Regions from separate parts of the Triticum aestivum genome. Here region 1 is linked to region 2. A link is a contact called in public Hi-C data. All regions are on one chromosome and are shown on one strand. The core of a region is the stretch at or near the end of the contact, and the rest is flanking DNA. Distances in the headings are between cores, read along the strand shown.

The links. A called contact is a pair of places that touch in the nucleus more often than the background predicts.
Region 1: a Hi-C map of leaf shows a contact between it and region 2, with 8 times the contacts expected there. The contact joins the promoter of LOC123141683 here to the promoter of LOC123145227 in region 2. A contact is called at or near these places in 5 of 5 Hi-C or Micro-C datasets (leaf, root and an unstated tissue).

The regions. Positions count from the first base shown.
Region 1 is chr6D:379,678,948-379,683,213 of IWGSC CS RefSeq v2.1, forward strand. LOC123141683 reads left to right here and starts at 1,705. Exons shown (of 2, transcript XM_044560769.1): 1 at 1,705-1,914; 2 at 2,055-3,131. The coding sequence starts at 2,343. The coding sequence ends at 2,927.
Region 2 is chr6D:379,062,769-379,066,919 of IWGSC CS RefSeq v2.1, forward strand. It overlaps LOC123145227 (zinc-finger homeodomain protein 7-like), which reads right to left and starts at 1,637. Exons shown (of 1, transcript XM_044564600.1): 1 at 1-1,637. The coding sequence starts at 1,174.

The sequences.
Region 1 (4,266 bases), core at 455-2,954, 620 kb after region 2:
TCTCCTGGGGTTTGGCGCGTGCATGAGCTAGCTGCTAGTCCCCAGCCCCAGTCCCAGGGCAGGCCACCGCTGCGGCTGCACGAGCTGGCGCACAGGTCGCCGTGGTCGAGGTCCCGGCGGATCGAGTTGCGGCGATCGCGCCGAAAAGGCGAGCACACGTCCTGCGCCCGAGCGCGGACCCGGGCGCGTGCCGGCGCCTTCCGGGCCGGCTACGACCTCAGCCAGACGCTCTGGCATGGCAGCTAGCCACAGTAATCACGTCGATCAGTTCACACATGGACGGCAGGAGGAGCAGGAGCTGCGCGTGGTCCAGTGGCGCTCGCGTCGAGCTGTTTGACTCGGCCCTAAGCCGAAGATCCTACGCGCGGTTTCCATCTTCCTCCTCCTCCGGAGAGCACAGTCTTCTTTTTCTTGTGAGTTGGGGAGTACAGTTTGTTGGTTTCTCTCCCGGGCAGGCATGGCATGTAGATGCGGGAGTACCATGGGGCTGGCGAATTTACGAGCCGTGTGCCAGCTCGTGTCGTGTCGGGCCCCTGCCCGAGGACCGGCACCACGCACCGGCAGGGGGTGTGCGTGCACGCGGTGCGGTCCGTCGTCCGGCGACGCGACGAGGCGAGGAGGCGCCCGTAGGGCAGGCAGGGTGGAAAACTGTCCCGAACGGGCCAACATCGGATGCTCCTCCAGCGGTCCAGCCCGACGTAGCGTCGTCATGCACAGCACTGTTGGTGGTGCATGCGCCGGTGGAAGAAAATCTTATACGACCCAGGTCGTACGCTCCCGCAGACGAGACCCCCTCCGATTCGTGACACGTGTATACATCAATCTCAAAGCACCAGTGCCTCTGTTATCCCTATTCTTCCTGATTCCCATCTGTTCTTTATTTGACGACCCCTCGCTGGGGCGGCCGTGCGGCACGACGCCGTCCTCTTCGATATGCCTGCGCGGACTACCCCTCGCCGGCGGCGGCCGTGCGGCACGACGCCATCCTCTTCGATATGCCTGTGCGGACTATCCCTCGCCGGCGGTGGCCGTGCGACATCTGCTACGTCACGCGCGAAGTAAGCCATGGCGACGAACTGCACAAGGTACTAACAGTATTGTCGACGGCGGCCGAGCTGTGTAGTCGGCCATGGCAACGAACTCCATTACAGAAAAATAAATGAGAGCTGCCTTTTTTCAATTTTTTCCAGCACACACCAACAATAACAGGGGACTTGCTGGCTGAGTCATGTAGTGAACCCCGATGCCGAGAAACAGCGAGTGACACACCGCCGGCAAGAAGCATGGCCACGGCCAAGTGGCATGCAGCTTGCGTTATACGCCGGCCGTGCCGCAAGTAGAGGCGCCAGGAGCATGGCCGGCGTCGAGGAGTACACCGGCGGCTGGAGTTTGGATAGATCGGACTGGCTACAAGAATCGCGATTTGGGAACGACAAAGTGGGGAATGAGATGGCCACTGCTTTGAGATTCGTATTGCCAGCTGTCAAACGGGGGAGAGGGTCTCCCATTCAGCTGCGTATGACCAGGTCGTATAGGATTTTTTTTCCTGCGCCGGTGGGCCGTACGATCGACCTACTAAGAATCCCACCGCCCCACGATCGATACCGCATGCCCGGGATGATGATCTGACCTGTGAGGCTACTCGTTCCTGTGCCTTTTCCTGATACGGATAGTCCACTCCACGAAGTGCGGGGCCCCGCCCGTTTGTCTTTGCGCGCGCGCGAGAGCCCCCTTTTTCGGAAGGCGCTTCGAGGTTAGGGTTTCTCGAGGAAACCAAACGAACGCCAAGATCCGGTCCAACGAGGAGCGTGTGTGTGCGCGCGCTCTGTGCCGTGCCTGTGCATGCCCACACCCCCAACGAGCAGCGTCATCATCCACGACTTCGCACCGTTTCCTCGTCGGCAACAACGAAAGGTACTCGCACCACAATCGCCGTCGAAATCACTGTTGTGACCTTTTCAGCAATCTTTGCCACAAAGTAAACTCGACATGAAAGTATTTCACGATCTAACCCTTTTAGCGTCCTACTTCCATGTTATAAATTATTTTGTTAGATTGTTGCGGGTATCACTCGAAGCAGCACAAAACATAGCCCCCGCGTCGCTCCTCCCGCGGGCGACACGGGTGGCGCCGCCACCCCTTGCCGCTAGCCCTCCTCCTCCTCCCCTTCCCCGCCGCCGCCGGCCAGAGCCGCCAGGGCAAAGCCCCCCGCGGTGGCTGGCGGCGGGGGCCTTCTCCCCTCCTCGTGTTCGTGGCCTGCGGGAGCGGCCAGGCCGAGCGGAGGCGCCGGGGCGCGCAGATCCTGGCGGCGCGGCGGCGACGATCTTGACGGCGGCAAGCCCATGGCGCGGCTGCAGATGGGTCGACGCCGAGCTGTGTGGCGGCTGCGTGCGGGTCTCCTCGTGGCGGCGGCCTTCGCCGGCGGCGGGGCGGCACGTGCGCGGCATCCGGCGAGGGGTGGGGACGCGGCCACGGTGGCTTCTCGTGCAAGTACGCGGAGAAGAGGCTGCGGCGTGTGTCCTCGGGGAGGATGGCTATCCTCGTCCAGATCCGTCGGCGGCATGGCGGCGGAGGTCGCAGTGGCCGGTCGGCGGTGGCGGAACTTCGCCGGTTGCAGCGGCGAGGTTCTGTCTGGATCCCGGGGCGGCGGCCCTGGAGGGTGGCTGCTGGTGAAGCTAGGGCTTCTCGCGGCGGCATGGCATGGTGCAGTCCCTGTCCAAGGCGGATCTGTGACGGCGATCTGCTTTGGATTGGTTCGAATCAGAGACGGTGACGAGCGCGCAGGATCCTTCTCGGCGGCTCTCGCGGCTTGGCGAGGCAGGGTGGGAGCCCTCCTCCTGGGCTCCAGTGGTGGCACACTCAGGCAGTGGCCGGTGCGCCAGGGATCCCACGGTGGCACTGTTGCTGCGGTTGGTCGCCGGATCTAGGCGGCTGGATCTGGGGCTTTGAAGGCGGTCGAGACGGTGCACAGGTTGTTGGGTGGATTTCTTGGGACGGATCCGGGTGCAAACCTGGTCTTCGGTTGATGGCCGGAGCCGGTGATGACGATGTCCTTATCATCGTTTTCTTCATGAAGGCATCATCGAGGTGAAGCTTCCAACTCCACTCAATACCTCGGGGGGAAACCCTAGATTAGCTGATCGGATGTTGGCGGCATTCATGTGTCGTAACCCCCTTTGGGGCGGCATTCTTGGAGGTGCACTCGGCTTCGCGGGACCAGCGGACGGCTTCTTTGGTGGAGCCGTGCTTCATCCTACACACTGAAGGCGACGGATCTTGACGGCGTGGTGCAGTGCAGATTCGGAGTTCGATGTGGAAGGATGGACTCGCGCAGGAGGACGGCGCTGTCTGGCGTCGTGGTGACGTTGATGGCAGAGAGACCTGGCACGGTAGATGCAACAGTACAGCTCTGAAGATGGACTCGTGGCAGGTGGCTGCGGCGGCCTCATACCCGGCAGGCGTCCTGGTTGAGGAGTGCGCCGGACTGGTAGGTGCCCCATACCAGGCAGGCGTCCTGGTTGGGACCTCGGGTCTTAGATGTTTAGGTTTGGCTGCGATGTCTGTTTGGTATTAGACCCAGGCTATCAGCGCCCCTTCATCAATTGAAAAGGTGTAACGACAGTTGTTGCTTAGACGGTGGCTTTAGTCTTACTGTTGTATGACTTTGTAAGGTCTTGTGAAAATAATTAATAAAGTGGCCGCATGCATCGTCCAGATGCAGAGGCCGGGAGTCATCCTCCTTTTTTAAAAAAAACCCTTTTAGCAACGCCACAGCCCGTGACGTTTCCTCTCCACATAAAAACGTCGGTATAGCTCGCGTTTCATATCCACGTTCAAATGCCCAGCTAGCTAGCGTTTTTGCTTCACGTGGAAACGCCAAGAAAGCTGGCGTTGCTGCCCAGGCGGAAACGCCATGAGTGTTGGCGTTTCTAGCTGAAACTTCACGGCATGGCGAGCGGAGTCGTGTGGTGCGGCTGAGAACAAACTCGTACGCGCGCACGCATGAGCACTGTTGGTGAGAAAGATTATAATAGTAGTACTAGCTTTTGTTGCTTCGAGAGTTATTATCAGGAACTGGATCGTGTCCAAGTCAATCCTGCTTGCTATATAAACTCCGCTCGCGCAGCAGAACACAGCAGCCTGAGGCGAGCTAAGAGTTCACGGAGGACACAGCTCAAACTACTAGCTGGGATTAGCTCAAGCTTCATTCGGATATTACTTACGCTTCCGCTAGACATATAGCTCGTCAGCGACATGGACGCCATG
Region 2 (4,151 bases), core at 387-2,886:
GCACGCGCCAGCCCACGCGGTGCGCGAACTCCAGCATGCGCTCCTTCTGCTCCGGCGTGAACTTGGTCCGGAACCGCTTCTTGCTCGGCGCCGGGGGCGCGGAGGCCGACCCGCCCGCGGCCGCCTGCGCCTGCGAGTGGGGCGGAGGGGGCGGCGGCGGCGGGGCGCGCAGCTCCTCGCTCGAGGACTCGGCCAGCGCGGCGGGCGCGGACATCGGGGACGCCGGGACGTGCGGGCGCTTCTGCTGCATGTGCGGCGGGGCGAGGAGGAGCGGCATGAGCCGGGAGTTGGCGCCGGCTGGGGTCGCGGAGGGGGACACCACGGCGGAGGCTGGCGAGGGCGAGGGCGAGGGGACCACCACCACCGGCTCCCGGCGGTGGAAGCTGCGGTGGCAGCCGCACGCGGCGCAGGCCAGCGCGGCGGGCCCGTCGCCCGGGGACGGCATGAACTCGCCGCAGCCGTCGAGCACGTGCGCGCCCATCCGCGCGGCGTGGTTCCGCAGGCACTCCCTGTACCTCCACGGCAGCGGCTCCGGCCCCGAGGCGCCACCGTGCTCGCCTGCCGCCCTTGTGGCGCCGCCGGTCACGATGGCAAGCGTAGGCGGCGGGGGAGGCATGGCGCCACCACCGAGCACGCCATTTCTCGCCGGCTCCTGATGGCGCTGCGGCTGCGGCTCCTGATGGCGCTGGTGCTGCGGCTGCGGCTGCTGCTGCTGGCGGTGGGCCTCCCCAGGCGCCTCCACCGTCCTCTCCTTCTCCCTCTCCCTGTCCACCCTTCTCCGGTGGGGATGCTGGTGCTGAGGCAGGAGGAAGCCGGGCGGCGCCTGCGGCGGCGGCGGCGGCGAGGAGACAAGGGAGGAGTTGGGAGGCAAGAGAGGCCTGGAGAAAGCCGCCGCCTCCATCAAGGAGGAGGGCGAAGAGGCAGCCGCGGCAGGCGAGCCAAGAACCTGGGGAGCCTGCCCCTGCATGTGCAGGTGCAGCGGGGGCGCGGCCGTGGCCGGCGCCGTGGTGTAGTGGTGGCGATGATGGTGCGGGTGCTGGTGCTGGTGCCGACGGTCCCTCATCGCCCCCTCCTCGTCCTCTTCCTCCTCCTCCTCCTCATCGTCCTCCTCCTCTTCCTCCTCCTCCTCCAGCTCCTCGTCCTCCTCCACATGCGATGACCTCTTGTACTCCATGGGCGTCTCCGGCCTCGCCGGAGCTAGCTCGCTCGCCCGCGTTGTCGCCGGTGCGATTAGGACGGAGCTGAGATTCTTCTCTTTCCTGTGGCGTGTTCTTGGGCGGTGGGGTTGTTGGGGCGTGCTGTGTTGTGACTTGTTCTAACTTCTAAGTGGGAACCTTATAGTTGTGGCTAGGTTTGTGGTGGAGCTGGGAGGGGGGTGTTGGCCTCAAGGGGGAAAGAGCTGAGCTTAACGGAGGAGGGATACACCTAGACTACACGGTGGTATGGCATGGCTGGGTTAGCGATGGTCATTAAGGAGGGTGGCAGTAACCACATGGCATCCATAAAGCGGGGAATGTCTCCTTGGGAGAGAGCTAGCTATCCTATCTATCTCTCTCACTAGGCCATCTTATCTATCCAAGCTTCTCAAAAGAAAGAAACGGGGGCGAGCAGGGCCAGGGAGGGGGGAGAACGAGGGCCAGGGCAAAGGGGTTGGCGAGGTGACGGGAGAGAGACAGCGGCCGCTGCTGGGAGTGGGGCTTGTTTGAAGGAGTCTACTCTCGTGGCCGTGGTGGTACTACGCCACTGCACTGTGCATCACTCCACGGAGCGGTGAGCCGGTGGTTTTTGGAGAGAGGTTTGGAGGGGAGGAAGAAGCCCATGCCCTGCGCTGCCCACCGACAGGGCCATGTCTCGGCACCGCGCTCCCACGGGAAGGCTGCAGTACCATGGGATGATGGCATTGCCATTGCCATTGCTGCCCACACCAGCAGCCTCCAAAACCCAAACCCAAACCCTGATCAAATCCGCCATTGCTGCCGTGTTCTGTCTCTGTGTGCATGGCGTGCACTGGCTGGCTAGCTTCCTTAATTGCGCCCCGCTCCAATTCTCGCCCTGCAGCGAGCGACCTACCGATCCAGCAACCGCAATAACTGCACGCGCCGTGGCGTATTTGCTTGCCCCATTGACCCCAAGTACGCCCATGTCTCCCCAGTCCCCGCCCATCTTAACCGAGCGAGCCTCCTGTAGCGGCCAAATTCAGTGTTTTGATCCAATTGAAAAAGTTAAGCAAAACTGAACCTGATTCGGAAAAAAAAATAGGATCTGACCCTTTTTTCTACTGCTGGGGTGGATGTCGGTAGGATACACAGCCTACCGACGGGAACCCCGGCAGTAGGTTTAACGGCAGTCGACGACGGTCGTTGGATGGGCTAACGTGGCTTAACGGCCTACCGCCAAGGTAAACCATACCGCCGACGAGTCTGGTAGTAGGGCGGAAGCAATCCACGCCCTCTCCAAAAAAAAAACCCCCCCTCCAAAAACCGGTATTGTTGTTAGGAAGGGAAGAAATTATGCGGTAGGCAGTGCTACCTACCGCCATTGAGCTCAGCGGTAGTGGGCGTCGCTATTGTTTCCAGAACTTCGTATTGTTTTGCGGTACAGTGTGCAACCCTACCGCTAGGGACTATGGCGGTACGGTCCTGTCTCATTTTATTTTTTTGCAAAACTTGATCATTCAGTTCAAAAAATTCATTACACGGTATAATATAGTTTGCAAATCAAAATTAGGATCTCACACATCAATATATACATCACACATCGAAATAAAGGATATTTCAACATATCAAACATAGCAAATAGGTTTACATGCCCAACATAACAAATAGTTTAGCAAATCGACGATAACGAGTAGTTCAACATGGCCAACAAGTTCTTGTTCACATCTTAACACAAAGCAAATAGTTTTATCACTAAGTCTTCCTCCCCCTCTTGGCGATGCACTCCTTGTTTCTCTTCGAGCGAGTCTCTTGCGCTGCTGTTGCGCGGCAAGGAGGACGCTGAAACGGGGATGGACTATTTCATTGCTTTTTTGGTTGTTTCTCCCTTTTGTCCTGGGTTGGCTGAGTGGGTGGAGGTCCGTCATCCTCATCATGCTCCTCCTCGCCCCCTCTTCCTCTTCTCCCTCGGCTTGCTCCTCCTTGTCTTTTTCCTCATCTTCCTCATCATCCTCAACATGGCGAGACGACGAGACGGCATGGCTAGAGGAAGCTCCACCGGCATGGCTCGATGAAGCGATGGTACGTGTCAACGGTCCAGGAACATGCACATCAGCCAAGATAGCGCACACAAGCATGCTCACTAGCTTGCGACAGCGGTCATGAACTTCTGCAACGACAAATAAACGAAAACATGATATGGATCAAGTTTATGGTTATGGATCTGGTAGTGACAAATACTATACTAGATTATGGTTGGGCTCAAAGTAAGTGACAAAAAATGATATCGACCAAGGTTGTGGTTACTCGAGCATATGGCTAGGATCAAACTTACCTTAGACACTTCCCTGAGCTTGTTGTCAGATTCCACGGTCTCAGGGTCGTGAAGTAGCGCATTGGAGGCATCGAAAATGCTTCTATTCACCTTGGAAGCCTGCAAATGTCAGCATCACAAATAAGTTAGTGACAATGACTAAACTAGATTCTTCTCGAAATGTCGGCACCGAACAATTGAACACAACTCACCACTCTATTTATTAGGGGTGCATTCTCCCTAAATTCACCAAAGGACTCTCTGACGTTGGCATTCTAGGCTTCTTCATCGGGGTCATCCGCCTATAGTTATCCGACATCTGCTACCATTAAGTGTGTCCTACGGCGCACACGATACTTTACGTCGTCGTCATACCAACTCAGATGTCGATCGTACGCGTCCCAGTCAACCACCCTCTTCTCCCCATCTTTGCGACACCTCCTCTTGTCCCACGCTTTCACTTACTCCGCGTGCTCTTTTCCCTAGTCCGATATCGCCTGACAATTCTTCCTACTCTTCCTACCGGCGCCTCTCCTCCGAACCCAAACCAAAACCCAGATCAAATCCGCCATTGCTGTCGTTTCTCTCTCTGTGCATGGCGTGCGCTAGCTAGCTTCCTTAATTGCGCCCCGCTCCAATTCTCACCCTGCAGCGAGTGACCTACCGATCCAGCACCGCAATAA